Regions from separate parts of the Anas platyrhynchos genome. Here regions 1 and 2 are each linked to region 3. The links are chromatin contacts, called in public Hi-C maps. All regions are on one chromosome and are shown on one strand. Each heading gives the region's core, a stretch centred on a gene start, on an enhancer-like site or on the middle of the called end of the contact. The rest is flanking DNA. Distances are from core to core; before and after follow the strand shown.

Evidence for each region. Hi-C and Micro-C count contacts between places; a contact is called where the count stands out from the background.
Region 1: a Hi-C map of subcutaneous adipose tissue shows a contact between it and region 3, with 2.3 times the contacts expected there. The contact joins the promoter of SLC41A1 here to the promoter of IKBKE in region 3. A contact is called at or near these places in 4 of 8 Hi-C or Micro-C datasets (F5 follicle, skeletal muscle and subcutaneous adipose tissue).
Region 2: a Hi-C map of subcutaneous adipose tissue shows a contact between it and region 3, with 2.8 times the contacts expected there. The contact joins the promoter of PM20D1 here to the promoter of IKBKE in region 3. A contact is called at or near these places in 2 of 8 Hi-C or Micro-C datasets (skeletal muscle and subcutaneous adipose tissue).

The regions. Positions count from the first base shown.
Region 1 is chr27:8,933,641-8,936,648 of IASCAAS_PekinDuck_T2T, reverse strand. SLC41A1 (solute carrier family 41 member 1) reads right to left here and starts at 1,516. Exons shown (of 12, transcript XM_038168277.2): 1 at 1,393-1,516; 2 at 839-983; 3 at 1-529. The coding sequence starts at 146.
Region 2 is chr27:8,916,639-8,919,765 of IASCAAS_PekinDuck_T2T, reverse strand. PM20D1 (peptidase M20 domain containing 1) reads right to left here and starts at 1,817. Exons shown (of 13, transcript XM_027445086.3): 1 at 1,557-1,817. The coding sequence starts at 1,782. SLC26A9 (solute carrier family 26 member 9) reads right to left here. Exons shown (of 21, transcript XM_005011736.6): 21 at 2,275-3,127.
Region 3 is chr27:8,731,862-8,734,838 of IASCAAS_PekinDuck_T2T, reverse strand. It overlaps IKBKE (inhibitor of nuclear factor kappa B kinase subunit epsilon), which reads left to right and starts at 1,601. Exons shown (of 21, transcript XM_072028510.1): 1 at 1,601-1,758.

The DNA.
Region 1 (3,008 bases), core at 267-2,766, 200 kb before region 3:
TCCACCCCGACACCGTCAGGTCCCAGGAAATCCGAGGGCTCCACCAGCTGCCCTCGGTCTGGACTGGCAAGGCAGTTCATGGGCACCGTGGGGAGCACGGCCCCGTTGGCCTGGTGGGTCTCCTTCTGCTCCGGCTTGGAAGACATCCTGCAGGGAGGCTCTCCTGACCCTCGGCTCGGTGGGCCTACAGCCAGCAGCTGCTCCAGGAGAGATCTTCGGCCAGGGCCTTACACAAATGGCCCTTCCAGCATCTAGAGGCCACCTCTGCTATCCCTGCTCGCCCGCCTTTGAGTGTAGAGACTGCTCCCGCAGCAGAGATCCCCATCAAGCAAAGTCCAGGAAAGGGGGACACCAACAACTGAGCTAGCAGAGAGCGCAGGAGGAGCCGGGAGCTACAGCAGGCTCACTGCAGGGCCCCTTCCCTCCAGCACTGCGCGGGGCAGCAGCCACCGAGGTGGGATCCAGGCTCCTCTTCCTCGACGCGTGACCCTTTAGCGCGTCCTTCTCCAGGCCTTCTTCCAGCAGACTGCTGTGACGGGGCACACAAGGCAGAGAGGAAAACTGATGAAATAAAGACCCCTGAAGAAAATGGAAGCTTAAAGGAACCAGAGGGTGGGTACAAGAGGGACTGGCTTTCAGAGCTGATGTTCCCCCAGTCCAGAAGAGCTCTCCTTGCTGCCGGGGCTCTGTTAGTTTTCCTCTGCAGAACTTGACTCTGGAGGCTCCTGGGGGCCTCTGCTCCGTTTCAGCCCGTTCTGCGCTCGCTGCCAGAACAGGCGGCAAACCCAGCAAGCTCCAAGTGCCGCAGCCGCCCTCCTCTTCCAGCAGGATTTCTCACCTTACAGCGCGAGGCGAGAGGAGCTCTTATTTAAAGTAACAGCGAGCCCCCAGTCAGGGTCACTGCGCCGAGCAGGCTGCGGGGCAGGAGCTGGCACCGGGACAGCCTCGGAGCTGACATCCCTCTGCATTAGCCCGTCTGTCACCTGAAACACAGGGAAAAAACCGCTCTGCTGGGCTCTGCGGCTCCGCGCACACCGCCCCGTCCAGCACACGACACGTCGGCAGCCGCGCCGCTGCCCGGGCCTCCTCTCGCAGCCCCGGCAGGCACCGGGGGGGGCCGCGATGCGGTGCCAGGGGCCGAAATCCCCCCGGGGACAACGGGCACGGCCCGCAGCTCCCCGCCCGGCCCGGCCCGGCCGCCGCAGCCCCGGCGGAACCCCGCGCACCGCCGGGCAGCGGGGACGAGCAGCCCCCGGTTACCAAAACCGGGGAGCGGCGGCGGCCCCGGGTTGCGCTGCCCAGCCCGGCGCTCAGCCCTCCGGGCCGGGACTGCCCCGTGCCGCGTCCCCCGGCCCGCCCGGTGCCCCCGCCCCCCCGGTGCCCGTCCCGCACCCGCCGCCGGCTCCGCTCCGCTCCCGCTCCCGCGCCGCGGCGCGCCCTGACATCACCGCCCGCCACTGCTGGCCCCGCCCCCGCGCGCCGCGCGCCGCCCCCATTGGTCCGGGCGGGAGCGGCGTCACGCGCGGCACCGCCCCCCCCTCCCGGCGCCGCTGCCCGCGCAGAGGGGAGGGAACGCCCGGGGGGGTGGGGCGGGGAGCGAGGGGCGGGGCTTAGGTGGGCGGGGCTCTGGTGGGCGGGGCCACGGCGCGCGCTGTCCCGCCAAGCGGGGGCTGCGAGTGCCCGGGGGCGGCTCCCCCAGCCCCCCCCCCGCTGGCTCCCTCTGGTTTTCGGCTCGGCCCGGGGGCGGCTGGGATGAAGCCGCCGGGGCCCGCGCGTCTCCTCTGGCCCTAAAAGCTCCGGGACGAGGCTCCCCGCGGAACGCTCCTGGGGCAGGCAGCGGCGCTGCAGGAACCGGTGGAAGGCGCCGGGTTTTGGACCTGGCTGCTGCCAGGGCCACTGAATCCCCTGTCTCAAAGGATAACGAGCACTGGCAGTAATTTAACCCTGGCGACCTCCTGATGAGGCACTGACAAAAAGACACAGAGGAGAACTTGGGCCGTCCAGAGCTGGTGTCTGAACCACAGCGGCAGCACAGTTCCACAGCCCTGGAGTGGGCAGCCCCAAATCCTGCCTCCAACCCTAGCCTCTGCTTTCCTTTGTCCAAACAAACCTGGTCCCTGAGGCTCTCTTTCTGCCTTCATCTTTCCTTCCTGACTTGGAAAACCCACACCTCCCCCGGAGCAGCCGTTCTTTCCCCACCCCCATGAAAACAAGGCCCACCAAAACGTGACCTTGTTGATTAACACTCGGCCAGCTGCGCGCTCAGGAAGTGGAAGCGTGAAGACAAAAGCCGCATGAGACAAGAAAACAGAAATAGATAAAATCCCCAGCAGCTAGCTGACGCGCAGAGATCAGAAAGGCAGGGGATGAAAGGGCAGGAAATGGGTTTCCAGTTGCGGGGCAGCAGGTACCAAAGGTAACGAGTCCTTGGAAAGGAAACAACTCACCACGGAGCTGCAGCAGGTCATGGAACCACGTGCCCGTGTGCTTTCCAGCAGCCACACGGCTTTAGCACTGCCAAGCTGTCACACAGCACAGTTTTGGCCTAGAAAGCCCAAAGGTGCCTGGCATAATTTTCTCCTTTTCATACAAGGATCGAGCAAAATAAAGTGATTTGGCCAAAGTCATTCAAAGTAAAAACCTATCACAGAGTTTGAGTGTCCTAAGAGGTCCTGACCCTTTGCTGTCTGTTCTAGCTCCACCACTGTCAGCTCCTAAAGCCAATTTGAATCGAGTCCCAGCCACCTCTCACCAAGGACTCCAGGGGAACCCAGTTCTTAACTTCTTGTAACCAGGAATCTCAACACAGAAACTGAGACCAAGTAGTTGTGGATAACGACCTACCCCTACAGAGGTCAGTCCTGAGCAAAGCAGTTCAGGAAGGCAGGCAACATCAGAAGCTGACCCTAATCTGGTCCTGATCTGGGAGCCACAGAGTTCTGTTTTACCAGCCTGGAAGCAAACAAAACCCACCACCATCCTTTCACAGGCCCAAATGCTCACCTCTT
Region 2 (3,127 bases), core at 568-3,067, 180 kb before region 3:
TAGGTTAGTAAGGGTTACCACCATCAAAAAGACTGATGTACTTCAGCTGAGCTGTGGGCACACTGCACACAGGTATTTCCCTTCAGTTCCAGCTAAGGTATTTGCACAGATACTTTATTCGCTAAAGTGAAAAACACTTTAGTTTCTCATCCTAGAGGGCTGAGTGATGTCATTAGGAATGCTACTGTCCAGAAGCAGCTGCATTTTGTAAGGTGAACTGCTCCCTCAGTCAGAAATTACCCCGGCAGCTAAAGAAGTAGGTTAGTTGGGAGCTGAAGGTTCATTTTCCATAGTAAGTGCCTTCTTTCATGCTGCTCTAACCCCTTGGGATACATAAACAGAAAAGTCTTCTGCTGCTCCCACTAGCCTGCTCTCTCATTTAACCAGGGCCAGACAAGGCTGCTCTCCAGCACCAAGCCACTGTCCTACAAACACAGCTGTAACTTTGCCTTTCGTAAGAGTATCTGTCAAGGGTGGTTACGGATTCTTTTCAAGGCAGTGTTACTCAAGAAGCAGAACGAAAATAAGTAAATATCCCTCTTGTACTCTTGCGTTTTCTGATTAAAAACAAACAAACATAAACAGAATTTGCTAGGCAATAGATCTTCCAAATCAATAACACACCAGGTTGACAGGACCCAACCCCTACTTGAGCAGCCAAAGACCATCCCTTTCACGCCAGACCGTGGCTTTCAGCAAATGGCCAGCTGAATATCCTCAAACGCTTCTGCAGAAGGAAGCAAGGTGGGGAGCACTGACACACCGTGACGTTACAGACGGGCTGTGTGCTGGGAAGGGGTGTGCAAGATCTGAGCCATAAGTAAATGAGGCCATAATTAAAAAGAGAGACTGATTTTTCCAGCAGACAAGGAGATGTCCAGCAATTGCCACCAGGAAGTGCCTGAGGCAGGCACGAGGGGGAAGAGTGAGAAACAAGGTTGTGTTTTTGCAATAAAGGTGTTTTTTCAGTGCCAATTTCCACTAACCTTGTGTGTTCAAAATGATCGTGCAGGCAGGGCAGTGGGGAGGATGTTAAACAGAGCAGAGGCAGGTCCCACTGTCCCAAAGTAAGGAGAGCTAAGAGAACCAGGACGAGCAGTGCAGAATCAGTAAGAACAAAGATTGGGGGCCCTCTAGTCATGAAAGAAGGAAATAAAAGGAGAAGTTAATGGTTGGTGAAATAGAATTGTCCGTATATAGAATAGGAGTAAGTGTGAGTAGGCTGTGAACCTGCAGTTCTGAGCCAGCAGGGCACCAGGGGAGGAATCAAGCGCCGGGCAATTGGGCACACAAGCTGACGGCCTGCTTCTGCTTTTTATTCGCCACTGCAATCGCGAATAAACCAGCTCCACAGCAAAACCCGTCCGAGAAAATGCGAGGCACTTCTCACAGAAACCCCGCAGAAACCACGGCGGTGGGGGAAGGGCCCAAGCACGGGCACCGCTTCCCCCCCCGGCCCCGGGGCGAGCTCGGCGCACCGCGGGGCGGCGGCACCGCCACCCCCTGCCCGGGGCCGGGCCGCGGGGGGCAGCCGGGAGCCGCCGGGGCCCCCTCACCTCGCAGCGCCTCCTTCAGCTCCAGCCGCTCGCCCGCGCTGAAGGCGGCGGGGCCGCCGCCTCTGCGCCGCGCCCACAGGCGGGGGAGAGCCGGGGAGGGCCGGAGGTGGGCGCGGAGCAGGACGGCGGCCACCAGCACCAGCACGGCCCCGCACAGCCCCAGCCCCACGGCCCAGGCCGCCGCCCGCCGCCGCCTCCTCCACCCGTCGCCACCGCCGCCCGCCATCACCGGCGGACTCCGGCCCCACCGCCGCCCGCCTCGCTGAGGGGAGGACGGGCGTGGCCGCGGGCCAATCGGCACGCTGCGGTCCCGGAGGGTGGCCAATGGGAGGGGTTGTCCCGCCCCGAGCTTGCCGCGAGGTGGCTTGGGAGTTGTAGTTCTGCGGCGCGGGGTGTGTGGCATGGCGGCGGGTATTGGAACTCCTGATGGAGTTCAATTCACCTCGTTTCAAAACCCCCACAACATGGCCCTGGGTTTAGCAGTTGTTGTCTTCAGAAGCTTTTCCCTGGTGTACAGACCCATCTCGTTGCAGCAAAGTACTCCCCTGGTTTTCTCACCTGGTTTCACCAAGGAAAGTTGTTCCACCCTTCTGTACAGTGGCCTTGTACTGATTATAAAGATCTATCCCATCTTTCCATGGCATAAGCATTCCTGAAGGTTTAAATGCAGCTGGGAGCTGCCACAGAAAGCCTGTGCTCAAATAGCAGAAGAAGCAAGTGATTGTTCACACATTCTTTATTATCAAAAAAAGAACAAAACCAATATTAAATTAAATAAATTACAAACATTTTGAGCTGGTTATACATCATGCATTTATCAGGTAAGGCTTCAGAGCCATTACACAGAAACATAACTGTTATTTTAAGAGCAGTAAAGGGACACTGGAAATTAAAATTTTCTACCCCAGCATAAATTTGAGCTTCCCCAATTCTTTTGTCCAGGCACATGGAAATGAAGACTTGGAGCTGGCTAGGTTGTGCCTCCAGGAATATCATCTGTCCTCTGGTGTTACATTTATTGCCAGAATTGGCCCATGGCTACAGAAATGAGGCATCATTCCTCCTGGGCCATCGCGATCGCAAAGCGTGTAGTCAGTGCTGCTGCTTGCAAGCCATCTCTCTTGACATTCCACCCATTAAGCTTACAGGAACTTCAGAAAATACAATCTGTTTTTATACGTGGTCTGTTGCTCCGAGGCTTCCTGGGTTAGGTCTGGCAGGCCCTGAGAAATCGGTTTCCTATTACTAACCCTGAACGAGGAATGGGAAATTGGAATTTTTCCTCATTTAAAGCAATGCTACCTCAGAGATACAGACATATTGATTACTTACTGTAGAATAACTTCTTCCATTGCATCAATTTCTTTGTTGCCTTTTTTAAATGAGCAGATAAAAGAAGCGCTCAGGCAGTAGTAAAAAGACCATAAGTAGTCACCCTCAGAGATAGTTTAAGATAATTCAGCCCTTAATTTTAACTTGTACAACAAAACACAGTTCTGGAAGAACCACTGCTGTCTCAGATCAAAATAAGTACTATTAGCAGGCGGGTTTTTCTTTTGGGAAACTAACTT
Region 3 (2,977 bases), core at 352-2,851:
TCATGTCTTCTACACCAATATATATATGGTGTATATATTAAACTGTGTAAAATTGTACTTTGTATATATAACTGTACAATATGGAGGTACATCCTTTTTTTTTTTTTTTTTTTTTCCTTTTGGTACAGTATTGTACAGTATTAGGAGTATATGTGTTGGAAATGTTAAATCCATACTGGGGCTACAAAATGTATCCATTGTCATTAGCAATAGTTTTGGAGAAATAAATGTTTTGGGTATGGTGGAAATACTGACCTATGGGCGCCAGTAAATGATGTACGGCGTGCGTGCGAGTGGGAGCGGGGCTGAGCATCGCCTGCGTGCGCCTTCCCTGCAGCCCCCCCAGCCCGGGGCTTTGCATGGTCTGCAACGTGGCTCTGGTAAGTGAGGAAGAATCTGCAGGATCCAGCAGTCCACGTCACCATTCATAGCCCTGAATCAAGTGGGCGAGGAGCCTTGCCGTTACCGGAGCCCAAAGCGCACCCCAGTAACACCAGTGGCAGGGATGCTGGGTGCAGTTTTGCAGCCGAGGGGGGCTCCCTTCTGCCACGAGGGATGGGTGTGGGTGGTGTCTGCAGCCCCTGGCTCCCAAGGCTCCTTCCTTCCCCAGCGGTGGGCACCTCTGCTTGCCGGGGGGCAGCTGGGGAATGTTTGTGTGCTTCCAGCCCTGCTCCTCTTTGGCCCCCACACACCTCGTAACAGGATTCGGCAGAGCATGAACTTGCCTTGCAATGACCTGATTGCAAAACGCTTAATCTTCCTCATTTTCCTGGAGAGGACAGGCCTCAAACCCTCTCTGGGAAAGAGGATTTAAAATCGAGATTAGGGATTGGGTCACCGACATTATTACCGTTTTTTCCCCCCATCTCCACTTTTCAGTGTGCCTTTTTCAGAACACGGCCCGGAAACTGTGTCAGGGGCTTGTAATTTTGGATTCCCTTTGTTTAGGTTTGAGGGGATTAATTAATTACAGCCCTGCTGATGCTGAATCCAGATGTGTTGTGCTGGAGGTGGGCTGGGGCCACCAAGCCCCCCACTCCCGGGGTGCAGCAGCAGGGCCGGGGGCAGCCGCTCGCCCCGTGCCCCCCACCCGGGCACCTCCAGCCACAAGCCCCCCACATTTTGGGGCTGTTCAGGGCCACCCATGAGGCTCCGGGATCAGTCCCTGGTTGATAACGGATCGGGAGGGAGGAGCCCCCTCCCTGAGCCCCCTTTGATTTTTGATTCCCAGGGGATGCAAGGGGCAGGCTGGGGGCGGGGGGTGGGGGGGCTTTTTTTGGCCTTTTTTTTTTAATAACCACGAGCCGGGAAGCGGAGCTGCCATAGGAGCGAATGACTGTGGTTCTCCAGCAGCGCAGAGGAGGATGCTGTAACCCCTTGCCCCCTTGCTATCGTCTCCTTTCCCCCCACCTTTAGCCCAAGAAGGGGGAGCGGGGTCGGGGCTGCAGCTGCGGGGAGGGCGCGGCTCTCCCCGGCCCCCCCCGGCCGCGGGGCCGGAGCCGTGCGGGGGCTGCAGCATCGGTGGGGCTCTGCTGCCCCCGCCTGGAGCAGGCGCTGGTGGCTCAAACCCTTCCTCCCGAGCTCCCTTCCTGCTCAAACCCTTCCTTCCCAACTCCCTTCCTGCGAGCAGCCTTGCTGCACAACCGCCAATAATCCTTTTGGGGCGTTATAAAGCATTTTGGTTATTTCCTGCCTGCCTTTACCCACCGCCAGCCCAGCTCTGCTCACTGTCAGTGAAAGCTGAACCCACACGTACGGGTCAGAAACATGAGAGAACACCTTGGGGGGCGGGGGGGTTATGGCCTTAACGCCTCCCTTTCGGTTTCTTTTTGCAGCGAGGAGCTGAGTCCCGCGAGGGGTGGGAGCAGGCGAGGGGCGCGGGGTGCCCGTGGGCAGCTCAGGGAGAAATTTCGGCATTTCCCTCGGCGGGTTTCACTTCGCCTCTCCCTGGCCTTAACGGCTCCCATCCACGCGGTTTGGGTGCAGGCCCGAGATGCGAAATGAGTTGTGGTTTTTATCTGTGAGGGGAAAGGTCTCTGAAATGTCCCCAGCCCATCGCAAACAAGGCTGGAAACGACTTTGAGAAGTCATCCGTCCCTTTCTCTTCCCGTTAGCGGAGCGGCAGCGAGGTGGCTTTGCTCTCGGCGCCTCGCTTCTGCGGCTGCCATGGCCGCCGCCGGGCCCCGCTGGCTCAGCACCACGCCGAGGAGCTCTGTCGGGCAGCCCCTCACGTGGCCGGGAAACGAAGCTCGGCCGTAATTAGCGAGTGAGTTGGGCACGGAGTTTGTGTGCAGGGCAGTGAAGCGTCGCATCCTCTCCTTGCGTGCATCTCGTGCTCGCAGACTCAAACACAGATGCAGGCTCCGTTCTGCCAGGAGAGCTCCCAGACACGGCCCTGTGAGCCCACAGAAATTCCTGACGGAGGGACCCGGGCTGCTGGCGCTGAGGCTGGGCAGGGCGAGGTGGGGGCACTGCGAGGTGGGGGCACTGCAAGGCACAAAGTGAGCAGGGAAAGCGAGCCGGGTGTGCAGGCAGCTGGAGGGTGCCCTGAGCACCCCACATCCCGCACCCTGCACCCCTCAGCCAGCAGCTCCAGGCCTGGGCTGTGCCCCCTGTGCCCTCCCTGCCGCCTTTTTCCCCATCAGGGCCAGGATCTGAGCATCTGGGGCCGGTTCTGGCCCCTCTCTGGGGACGCCGGGTGCTGCTGCTGCGTGGCCGAGCCCCCGTGCATGTGGGGACGGTGACGCTGAGCCCCGCCACGGCCTCCCTTGGTTTTCCCTGCTGAGATGAGAAGTCCTCGATGTCCTTGATCGCTGAAATACGGTGAGAGCAATGCCGAAGGTGCAGCTCGGGAGCAGACGGGGCTGGGGAATGCCCCAAAATCTCCCCTCTGCCCTTTGCTTGCTGCCGACAGCCGCTGGCAGTGTTTGCGGGCGCTGGGGCCGGGCCGGATCTGGTGCTTCACACACATGGGGGA